2 separate regions of the Anser cygnoides genome follow, and region 2 is linked to region 1. A link is a contact called in public Hi-C data. All regions are on one chromosome and are shown on one strand. Each heading gives the region's core, a stretch centred on a gene start, on an enhancer-like site or on the middle of the called end of the contact. The rest is flanking DNA. Distances are from core to core; before and after follow the strand shown. Region 1 holds the start of ADAP1 (ArfGAP with dual PH domains 1). Region 2 overlaps DNAAF5 (dynein axonemal assembly factor 5).

Region 1 (5,608 bases), core at 1,906-4,405:
TGTTATAATGAAGTCAAGTGGAAAAGTGCTATTTACCATATAATAAAAAACATCTATTGTTCATAGGCCTGAAAACCCAATAATAAATAAAACCTCATATTTCAGGCTGTGTAAACCAGTTGCTTATGTAATAGAACAAGGTGTAATTTTCCATTTACAATTTCAAATACTGTAATAAGAAAGCAATCAAAGCATAAACAAAAAGCACTTTAAATGGTGCTGCAGGTACTATTTCCATAATGCCTGTCCCCTAAATTGCAGCTGTTTCTTTTTTTTTTCCCAGCTTCACATTATTTCTACTTATCTCAGTCATTTAATTAAAAGAAAATCAACTTTAAAATGATGAAAGACCATCTTAAACCAATTGCAGCTATGGGCAAAGAAGAAAAAAGATCGCAACAGCATAATCCACAGTTAATACTCAGGTGGGTTAAATTAACACCATTTCTCATTCTCCTTTCAGGATGAGATCTGAGGATTTTCAGAGAGCATGCTGTAGACCTATGAGTGAAACAGTGTTGTCCTTGGTTATCTTGTGAACACCTGCAAGTTTGCATCTGCAGATGACCTCCTGGTTTTACTGGCCTCATCATGGTAAGCTGCCTGCTCGCCAAGGAGGCATAAAATAACGTAGTGCTGTCCATGAGCTTTGTGCTGGGCTACCCTTACTCAGGTCATTAACTGTGAGGATTAATGAGGGATCAGCAGGCCCATTGCTGCTGGAGGGCTGATGGATAAGCTCACTGCAATGGGACAGGGATGGCTCTTCTGAAATTCTGCTGAACCGAAGAAAAGTTTACACGGCCTCAGCCCAACGCACAGATCCCCAGGCTCTGGGCTCACCCCACCAGCACCGGCAACAGAGGGTCCTGAAAAGTGAATTCTGCACGGCCGTGGTGTGTGAGGCGCGTCCCGCCTGGGGCCCTGTCTCAGCCAGGCCTGGCCAAGGCGGCTCATAGGCAGGAGCAGGGGTACCGGTTCTCCCATAAACACATTTGTTGGTGCTGGTCTCAGAGTTTTGTTCTTTTTCCATTTGTTTACAAATGAACAAATGTATTTTAAAATAAACCATCTCCACCCTCCTCCCCTCCTTCTATAGGCAGCTTCCCCATGACCAGTGCTCCCCCCGATGGGGGGCGATTTATGACAACAACAACAGCTTCAGGAGAACAAAACACTTTATTTCAATGAGGCGCGTCAGGCCCCGGCCGCAGGGAGCACCACCGGCCTGCCCTTCCCGCCCCCTCGGGGGGCCCAGCCAACATGGCGGCCGGCGGCACGGTCTCCATGACGACCCGCGCGGGTGGCGCCGCGGTTGCCATGGCGATGCCGTTTCCATAGCAACGGGGACCGGCCTTCCGCGGTCACGTGGCCCGCTCGATGCGCTCGGCGCTCCATAGCGGCGCAGGCCCGGCCCGGTCCCGGTTCTCGGCTCGGTCCCGGTCCGGTGCCGCTCGCACCATGTCCACCGCCATGAACTTCGGCGCCAAGAGCTTCAAGCCGCGCCCCCCGGACAAAGGAGCCTTCCCCCTGGACCATTTCGGTGCGCTACGGCGGGCCTGCCCTCCCCGCGGCCTGGCCACGGGCCTCAGGCCTACCCCCGCGGCCTAGCGCCGGGCCTCAGCCTGGCCCCGCCGCGCCGGGCCCGCGGTGAGCGCGGCCGTGGCTGTGTTGCAGGGGAGTGCAGCGCCTCCAAGGAGCTCTTCATGGAGTGCCTCCGCCGCAGCGGCTTCCAGAGCGGTGCCTGCCGAGAGCTCTCCATGGCCTACCTGCAGTGCCGCATGGAGAGGCAAGTAACGGGGGGCTCCCGCGGGGGGGGGCGGCTGCCCCTTCCCCCCGGCCCCACCGCGGCGCCCTTTGGTTTTTAAAGGGGTGTCGCCGTTCTGGCTTTGATTTGCAGTGGGTTCTGCTCTGTGGTGAGGCTGGGCGCCCTTCGGGAAACGGACGGGGGTGTTACTAAGGGCGCTGAGATACCCGGGTATTGCATGGGCAGGTGGTGAGGCTGCAAACCCAAACGGGAAAAGCACAGCAGCAAAGTATAATAGCACCACCGATGTTGTAAACCACGTTCGCTTAGAAATGCAGTAAATGACACAAGTAGAATCTTAGTAAGCTCTTACAGAGTCTGTTAATTAAGTTAACCAAAAGGTCAGCTTCTGAGAAAACTCTTTCAATATCTAATATCAGAAGACAACAACACACTCATTTTAACAGCAATTTTCCGATTGTGTGTGTATGTGTATATATATACGTATATATGTGTATGTGTGTGAATGTTGCTTTCCCCAGACTGAGGTTTCTGAGGCTTTGCCAAGTGACAGTCACTCTACAGATGTCTTGGATTTCTTTACAGGAAATAACACGAAGTGAAATAGAAAATGCTGTTGTTCTCTTGGTTACAGACTGTGTTCTGCAAAACGTTTTTGTTCTGTTGTTTTTAACTTAGGCAACTTATGGCTAACGAACCACTGGAAAAATTGGGATTTAAAGATCTGATAGATGAGAAATCAGAAGCAAAACCTGAGAAGTCATAATGAAGAAAGACAACTTTGCTCTTCGTGTATGGAAAGCACAACTCTTACGTAGTACATATTGTACTTCTGTGCGTATTGCAATAGGAAGTGTTTCGTGACGGAACCTTTCTTCCAAAATATTCTTTCCTAAAATAACATTTTGCTCACTTCGGAAAGGACTGCCTTTGTTTACTTTCCTGAAGTATTTCTTAGCTTTTTTTCTTTTAAATTCTCTAGTCTACTCTTGAAGATCCATGAGAACTTTACCTGGGAGAAAACAACTGCTGCCTGAAGTGTTCTCCACGCCTCTGCAAAAACAGTAAACTCTTGTTTTTAAAAAACAAAAGCAAACAAACAAAACCCCCCACCTTTATTGTGTAGATCTCGAACTGTAGTCTTACATGTGGTGTTACTAGTATGCTTACAGCAGTTACTTGTCAGGTGGAAATAAAGCTGTTGTGGTACTTGCAAATTGCTTTTTATTAAATACTGGAATTAATTCCTACCTTTAGGCTGATCTCCTTCTCACCCAGCTATAGAAAATACTTGGGTTTGTTTTTTGTGGGTCTTTCTTCCAGTCTTCTTACCTTCATTGCTGTTGGCAGATTATTTGTAATTCCAGACACGAGTCTGTAGTTGGGTCGCCAGTAGTGATTTTGCTTTTTTTTGCTGTGCCAACAATGTTCACCTAACTTTACTTCATCACTTAACCAGCAGGTGTTCATTATGTGCATCTTCATTTCTTCACTCAGAGCTGCCGTATGCTTTTTCACATCCGTCGGTCATCGGAGTGCAGATGGCAATGATGCTTATTAGTCTTCGAAGTAAACGTGAGTTGTACTTATAAATGTGGCTGGACTTTTTCTTTTAAAAACATGAGTTATGTCAAAACCAAACAAAAAATCTTAAATAGATTGAAGCTATTTATCTAGGAAATAGAGTATTTCATTCCAAAACACATAGGTGCAGCCCTTACTTTGAGAATGCGATGCACCAGCCTGTACGGTAGATTTTAAATCACATCTGAGTATGGCTTTGAGATCCCTTGAAGGTGTTTGTACAACTTACCATAAATTATCAGAGCTAATACTATTTTTAATGCAAATGAGTCTTTCTTAATTGATACTGAGTTTAGGCCAAAATAACTTGGCCTGTTAGCTCCCCTGGAAATGTGTTTCAGGCAGTCAATAGATTCACAAATCTTCTGGATGTATTTTCACTGTCTTTCCAGACCACACCCTTTTTGTTTGTTTGTTTTAAACCCATCAAATCATTTCTTTCTGTATCTTGCTCTCCCAACAGCAAGGTTTAGGGGCAGGGCCTGCAGATAGGGACGCGCACACGGTTTGCCAAGGCAGTTTTACGCTCTCCTTTATTTGGTGTCCTCTGTTTGATCCATCCTGCCATTTCTATGCTCTGTTTCTACTCTTTTTGGTTCTGCTCCTCTCTCTGCATCTCTGTGTTCCTAGACATCCAGGAAAGGGTGAAGGAATATTTTCTGCTCTTCATATTGAGGGGTGGAGATGAGATTTAAATTGTTGCTTGGGTCTAATCTGGTTGAACAGACTACAGATAGTTCAGAGCAGGTCCCCATTTGAAAAGAATGTTCGGTCCCTGCTGCATATTTTTATTCTGCTTCATTCCACTGGTTAAATTGTATCTTCTGGTGATATTAGTACATTTATAGAAAGCAGAGATTTTATTGCTGAAACAGATATTAAAAGGCTTTATATTAAACCACTGAACAAGAGCTTTCTGTTGGTGATACTGAGTAAGAATTATTAAAATAATCTCCTGCATCTTCAGAAGAAAGAAATCAAATTTCACGCTTCCATGATCCTTAATTATTATGAAGTGACGTTTATACCTACAAGGGATTGAAAACCCACCAGTGGTGGTGGAGTCATTCAGGGTGTTCTCAGTGGTCGTTACATCTCTCTGTGTCGCTCTGCACGCTGATGTGACCCAACAGTTACTTCACGATTTCAGCCCAGGTTTTTCCTGGGAAAGTTGATGCTGTCGTCCAGGTTACTGCAGAGTAAGAGGGGTAATGTTTTTCAAGTCTTGTCTGACTGAATTTCGGCTGCTGAGCTGGAGTGATAGCTGCTGTTTGAATGAACTGAGATGACGTGCTGAGAGAGGAGCCTCTTTTTTTTTTTTTAATAGTGTCCAAGGCCTCAGTTTTGGACCCATTGCAGGAGGGCTGGTGGGAACAAAGGTAGTTCCCCAAAACTGCGTGCCATGCCAAACCCAACAGTGCTGGGTGCTGCTTGTAGGCCTGGAGCCTTCCCGTAGTGTCCTGGTGATGTAGCCAGCAGGACCCCACGTAGCACGGGCTGACTGCTGCTGAGCCACCAAAACGGGCAGAGTGTGCTCCATCCTTCGCAAAATAACTACAGAAGTAGTAATTGCCATCCTGACGGGGAACACCGGGGTGGGAATTTTGCACCTTTCACCACTCTGAAGAAAACATTGCCCTGTGTAGATCCACGAGTAGATTTCATCCCATCTCCCAGCACGGTGAGTCAGCTTCATGGCGCTGGCCCTTTTGCACCAGGACGAGACCAAGGGCTGTGAGCGGATAGCTGAAAACTCAGGGAGCTGACAGACACGTATTTTCTAGCTGTAGGGCATTAACTGGAGAAGATAATGTGTTCAGTGGAATTGTGTGACAAGTTCAAAGCAGGAGGGGGCTATCAGTTGGTCTTGATTGAGATCTAATGCAACTAAGAAGCGATGGAAAAACAGGTCATTAATCAGTGCACAGCCTGGGGTCAAACAATTCCAACTTGCTCTGGGGACATGTGCCTGCAACACCGGAGTCATTTGGAAGAAGTTCCCGGAATGCTCTTTAATTTATTCCTGCCAACACATGGGTCATTAATTAAAACCTTTCACTAAAACCTGTTTATTTTAGCTTTGCTTGTGGGATCCAGGTTTGTTCTTTTAAATGACAGCAGTGTTTTAAGCCAAAGGAAAGTCGTACGTTTGTAGGTAAGTTTTCCTGTTCCCGTACCAAGGAGGAAGCTCTCCAGAAGCTGACACCGGGCCGGGTAAGTTTATTCTGGAAACGGTGAGCTGAGGCTCAGGCGTGT
Region 2 (5,261 bases), core at 836-3,335, 130 kb after region 1:
CAGCAAATCTGCCAACTGCTCCAGAACAATGATTTTTTATCATTACAAACAAAGCTTCTATGACACTTCAGGAGAAAAAGTAAGTGTAATTCTTCAATATGAAGACATGCCTCCATCATCAAACCCCTAAATTCTTACACTTACCTGGGTAAGTCTTGGTAAGCTGGTCTTCATCAAACTGCCTCCCACAGACTTTTAAAAAAACACCAACAATACAGCAACCCATCAGTCGACTAATTTTAGAGTCTTCATCCATGGCAGCAATAATTTGGGGCATTAGCGCATCTTTGACTTTCAAGATCTAGAATTAACAAGGAAAGCATAAGAAGAACAACAGCTTTTCAGTCACTCTAAAACAATATGCTTATTGGTTACATCAGTTGTCATTTGATCTCACAGATACTGGCTTGTACAATTTAAAAAGATAAAGTTAACTATAATTATACCTGAATCTCTTGACATTACACAGCATCATTTTTGCCTCTAAGGAAGCTTGGGAAATGAAAATCCACCAATAGAACAGCCATTTCATGAATACTCGGTATACATGCATGAGTTTTACATTATCTGTAAAAGCGTTAGACTTGCTTGTCTTTTTATTAAAAAAAAAATCTTGGCAAGACTTTCAGTAATTTGGAGATGAGGATTATGTGTATGTACCAGTAGATGGTGCTCTTATTCTAAAAGGAAGCTTTCAAATAAAGATTATTTTAAAACAACATTTTTAGTGAGTTTCATTATTTGACTTTAATATGTACATTTCATATACATTAATGTAAAAGGCCATTTAGGTCCCCCACTGATTCAGAAAAACATTTAAATACAACAGTAGTCTCTGATGTTGTTTTCGTATATGTGATATCAACCAGTTACATGTGTTTAAGCATTCTGTTCAATTAAGGTCTGTTATAAAGGCAATAAAGACTATAAGCATTTAATAATATTTTAAGTCCATTTGTTTTTAAGTGTCCTTACATTGAACATTTTCCCTTACAAATGCCATTTTTGCTAGCAAACAAGCTTCTAAAACCTCCTCAGATTCAATTAATCCTTGATCACTACAGCACCTAACATTTCTTTAAGCATACTCCTTGCCAGCTCTCTATTTCAGTTTCTATAGATACCCTTCAAGTTCCATCTCAGCTCCTCCTGCCCTTTCCAGGAATCTTTTAGATTTTTTTCCTAAATGGACCTGTGGGCTCCAAGGCAACCAGACAAGTTGTCTTCACCACATTACACAAAAGCATGTACTGGCTAGCTCCAGTGCCGCTCTGCACGTACTGGCTAAGGGGCCAGTTATGTCAAGGGCCTGAGTGTTTGGTGTCTCAGAACCGGTGTTATGCTAGAACAGATCTACAAAATTTTATGACGGCAAGTTCTACAGCATACCATATAGCAGGTCTCAGGTCTTTTATCAGGATATCATCGTCTCCTCACTTCAGATCATTTCAGTTATTAGTACTCAGTTGCAATTAATTTTATTACGAAAACTATACATCCATATGAAAATCCTACTTACAATAAGGATTTATTCTTTTTTTTTCCCTTGCATTTATTTTGTTTTCCTGCCTAAGATTTCAAAGTACACTTGATGAGAAAGAGAGAATTTACCTCTTCTGGTGAAAGTGTTTCACAGTGAATTAGAGCCCAAAGGCATGATACAGCTGTAGTGCGGATGGCAGCTGCTGTTCTTCCAGCATGCCACTGCAGATTAGGAGCCAGCATGTCTTTTATCACAGTCTCAAGGTAGCTAGGGAACAGCCTGGAGCCAAAAATAAGAAAACAAAATAAAGGTTCATGAGAAAGTGGTAAAGAGACTGACAGGATGTAAAAGAGAATTTTCTGTCATAGAAACAAGCAGAAAAGGGGAAAAAAAAAAACCACACACAAAACTTATAAGCCAACATGATTATAATGTATGTGATAAGCCTTTCATAACTTAATTTTTCAAGGCAATATTTAAACAAATACCTAACATTCATGGGAAGGGGAGCCTAGACTTTCTTCCACTTCAGACGATGCCCATGACTCACTGTGTTATCTTGGTAAACTACTTACCTTCTCTCTGTCTCATTTTCTCCGTCTGTGAAGTGGAGATAACACTCCATGTGAATGCTGTGAGGATTCATTAATATTTGTAAGGCCCTTTGAGACTGTCCAATTAAAAGTATTCACAATGTGAAAAGTATGAAAGCTACTGATGAGACCACAACTACTGATATTGCAGGGAGTCTACCCAGAATACTTCAGCTTTCCCTTGGCTCAGAAACTTGTCTCCCTCAAGGATGTGAGGTCTGTAGGATTTTTAAATGGTGCCAGTCCCAATACCAGTTTGCTTTCATTACAAACGTACAAATCTGTGATATTTTTGCTGATGTCTTTTCCTGATCCTCTATTGACTGCGTTGTTACAATACTAAAAGCTGTTGCAAGAATCAAAAATTGCAAGAGGCAACATTCCCTCATACCCATTTGATTTCATCTCAAACAATTTTAAATTAAGAAAGAAAGATATAAATCTTACACACAAGTTTAAAAAGACTTTTCTGCATTAAGAAAGCCATGTCTGCCTGGCCTGTCAGTAGATAATTACGGCTCTGGTTATTCACTTTGCCTCGGTGCTTTAAAGAGCAGCTGGCAGTGTGCAAAACAGATTGACTATTAACAGGCTAAATCTACCTTGACTCACATCCCACTCTATTCAGACTTCCAGCAGACCTGGACTGCAGCCACCTGAGTGCAAAACAGCACATCACCACCCTAGTGCTTGACAGAAAGGGAAGAAGCTGTTGCTGATTTTCTAAGAGTCCTACAATGCCAGGATGAGTAAGTGGCTCCCACAGAGATGTGCCAAGCCACAGGAGGAATGTAACAGGCAGATGTTGACAACAAACAATTATTGCTAAGTACCTTTTAACTTCTTTTTTAAAAACACAAACAAAATTAACAAAAAATCATCCAGCGATGGTAAAATTTCCCACAATAATATTATATCAATGTAATCACAAATGTAATTGTATTTACTTCTTTCCTTTAACTACCCTTTCCCCACTGCAGTTACACTGTGTCACTGAAGTATGATTAGCTAGCCTGCCAGACTTTTGTTATCTACTGCACATACACAAAATTGACAACCTCTGATCTTCTACATGATGAAAATATGTGTACCTGTCTGCTGCTTAGTCACCTGGCTAAAGAAAGGAGCAGTGTCTCAGAAAGTTAGTTCTTGCTTCTTGTCCAGCAGATGGCACTTAAGATTCAGTAATAACAAGAAATCTGAAGTCCCATTAGACACATCTGAATTTGTCAAAAACCTTTAGATTTACTATTTTAAACACATTCCTGAGTGAATAATTTTCCATTCAAAAAGTTGCCAGAAAAAATGTAACTAATGATCGCCATCATTCCAAAGCAGCTCCAAAGCAGTTCTGGGCTATCTGATCAGTAGCTGCTTCTGTTCTTAATAAAGCCCTCTATTAAACTGTAAAGAAAAACAACCTGTCAAAACATAGAGGTAAATTCCATCAGTATTATTCCATCAGTATTATGTTAACCAGAATGCTATGCTATTTGTGAGAAGTCTTGTTCTACTGCTTTGAAATAGAATCAGTAAAGCAATACTTGGCAGTTATCTGACACAATAACGTCAGACTCAAATAAAATTAGATGACCACAGAACTGTGTTTAGTATAATAACTGAAACCCTTCCTATCTAAACTGTTAAAATGTTTTAAGGAGCTGAACAAATTACTACCAGCAATGAATGTGATTGTGTAGCCAAAACTTATTACTACTTCACTGCCCTATCTCTCATTACCATTAAGATGTATTTTTTGCTGTTGCTAATGCAATTAAATTCTCCCTCTTTACATTTTCAAATCTTACTGTTGTAAATCTATGTAATTTACTTTTAAATGTGAACTATTTCCATGAAAGAACATATTTGTGCTATTTATATGCAGTGAGTTGAGACTTTATTTTAAACTGGATAGGAAACAACTAAAATGTAATCTATGCATATAACAATATGTAGTTCTTATGCAGATATAGAAGGCAAGCCTTGGAATTACATTAAAATTACCAACTGCATTTTATGGACTTATATAATTAAAATGGAATGAAATTTTAAGTATTTTTTATATTTCTTTTTCTTGGTTGGCTCCTTTTCTACTTTCATGGCACTGCTGCACTTGGCTTTAGTGTTTGTGGTTTGGTGGTTTGGTTGTTGTTCTTTTCCCCAAACTTAGTATCCTAAATCTAGGTAATTTGAAACAAAATTGGATTTGCTTTTACAAACCAAAAACTCCAAAAATATTTTGTAAGCATCTATTTAAATGCAAAATCTTTATATGTTACTTCCTCCAGTAAAACATTTGATTTTACAGTGGGAAGTAAGATCAAAACTTCAAAGCACCATTTCACTCCCTCTACTGCTTTTCAGTTTCTGAAGATAAACCTACTGGTAAAATTCATTGCTTTGCTCTTGTTCTCAGAGGACAGAGACTCATTATGAGCTATGGTGGGCCATTCTTAGCCAGGAATCATTCTTGGTACAAACAGATCTATTAACCTTACTGGATGTATCTAATCTTGACAAAAGGTCATTCACTCACACTGCCCGGAGCTAAGCAACTTCCATCACGGCTATCTGTGGACAGGCAGTGTGATGTGTGGCCCTATTTGCTGAGTACACTACTTTGAAACATATTCTTCTATTTTTTCCAATGGTAATTGCCCTTTTTTGTGAATCCAAGTGAAGCTAATAGCACAGCGGGTTTGTTTTCTTCTTCCCTCCTTTGGTTCCATTATTTATACAAATGACTGAGTTGCACAGAAAAGATTTTTTATTCATCCTATTTACTTTGACTCTTGCTCAAATAAAATAATACTGCTTGAAATTTACCTTGTGGTCCTCCACTGGCAATCTCTCTCTACCAGCAGTACCTGTGTGCCCTAAGAGAGTCAGGACTATGTAGCACGCTATGTAATGTACCTGTCATACTGCTTGGATGCTTTCCATAGACCAAAATGAGAGGCAGAACACAGAATTAAACCCCCAGTCTTCAAATTCTATTCTGCTGTAAGCTGTAATGTTATTTTTGAGCTGAAAGAGCAGGATACCAAATAACTGCATCTGACACCTGATAAGGATTTGAATATTGGATCCCAAAAATACGTAAACAGATAACAACAAATAATAGCACAAAAGCTTTCAGTTAAAAAAGGACAGCTTCATTACATTACCTCTTTCATACTAGCTCA

Evidence for each region. A called contact is a pair of places that touch in the nucleus more often than the background predicts.
Region 2: a contact with region 1 is called in a Hi-C map of liver, with 2.2 times the contacts expected there. The contact joins the enhancer-like site here to the promoter of ADAP1 in region 1. A contact is called at or near these places in 3 of 7 Hi-C or Micro-C datasets (granulosa cells and liver).

The regions. Positions count from the first base shown.
Region 1 is chr15:6,205,806-6,211,413 of Taihu_goose_T2T_genome, forward strand. It overlaps ADAP1 (ArfGAP with dual PH domains 1), which reads left to right and starts at 3,156. Exons shown (of 12, transcript XM_048063642.2): 1 at 3,156-5,608. It overlaps COX19 (cytochrome c oxidase assembly factor COX19), which reads left to right and starts at 1,364. Exons shown (of 3, transcript XM_066977484.1): 1 at 1,364-1,543; 2 at 1,678-1,789; 3 at 2,447-2,985. The coding sequence starts at 1,381. The coding sequence ends at 2,534.
Region 2 is chr15:6,331,901-6,337,161 of Taihu_goose_T2T_genome, forward strand. DNAAF5 (dynein axonemal assembly factor 5) reads right to left here. Exons shown (of 13, transcript XM_066977469.1): 10 at 1,612-1,762; 11 at 145-301. Among named protein-coding and RNA genes, the nearest start is that of SUN1, 11 kb to the left of the region's middle. Within about 2 kb of position 2,086, at least 1 of the 3 cell types and tissues checked has open chromatin away from gene starts, as enhancers often do.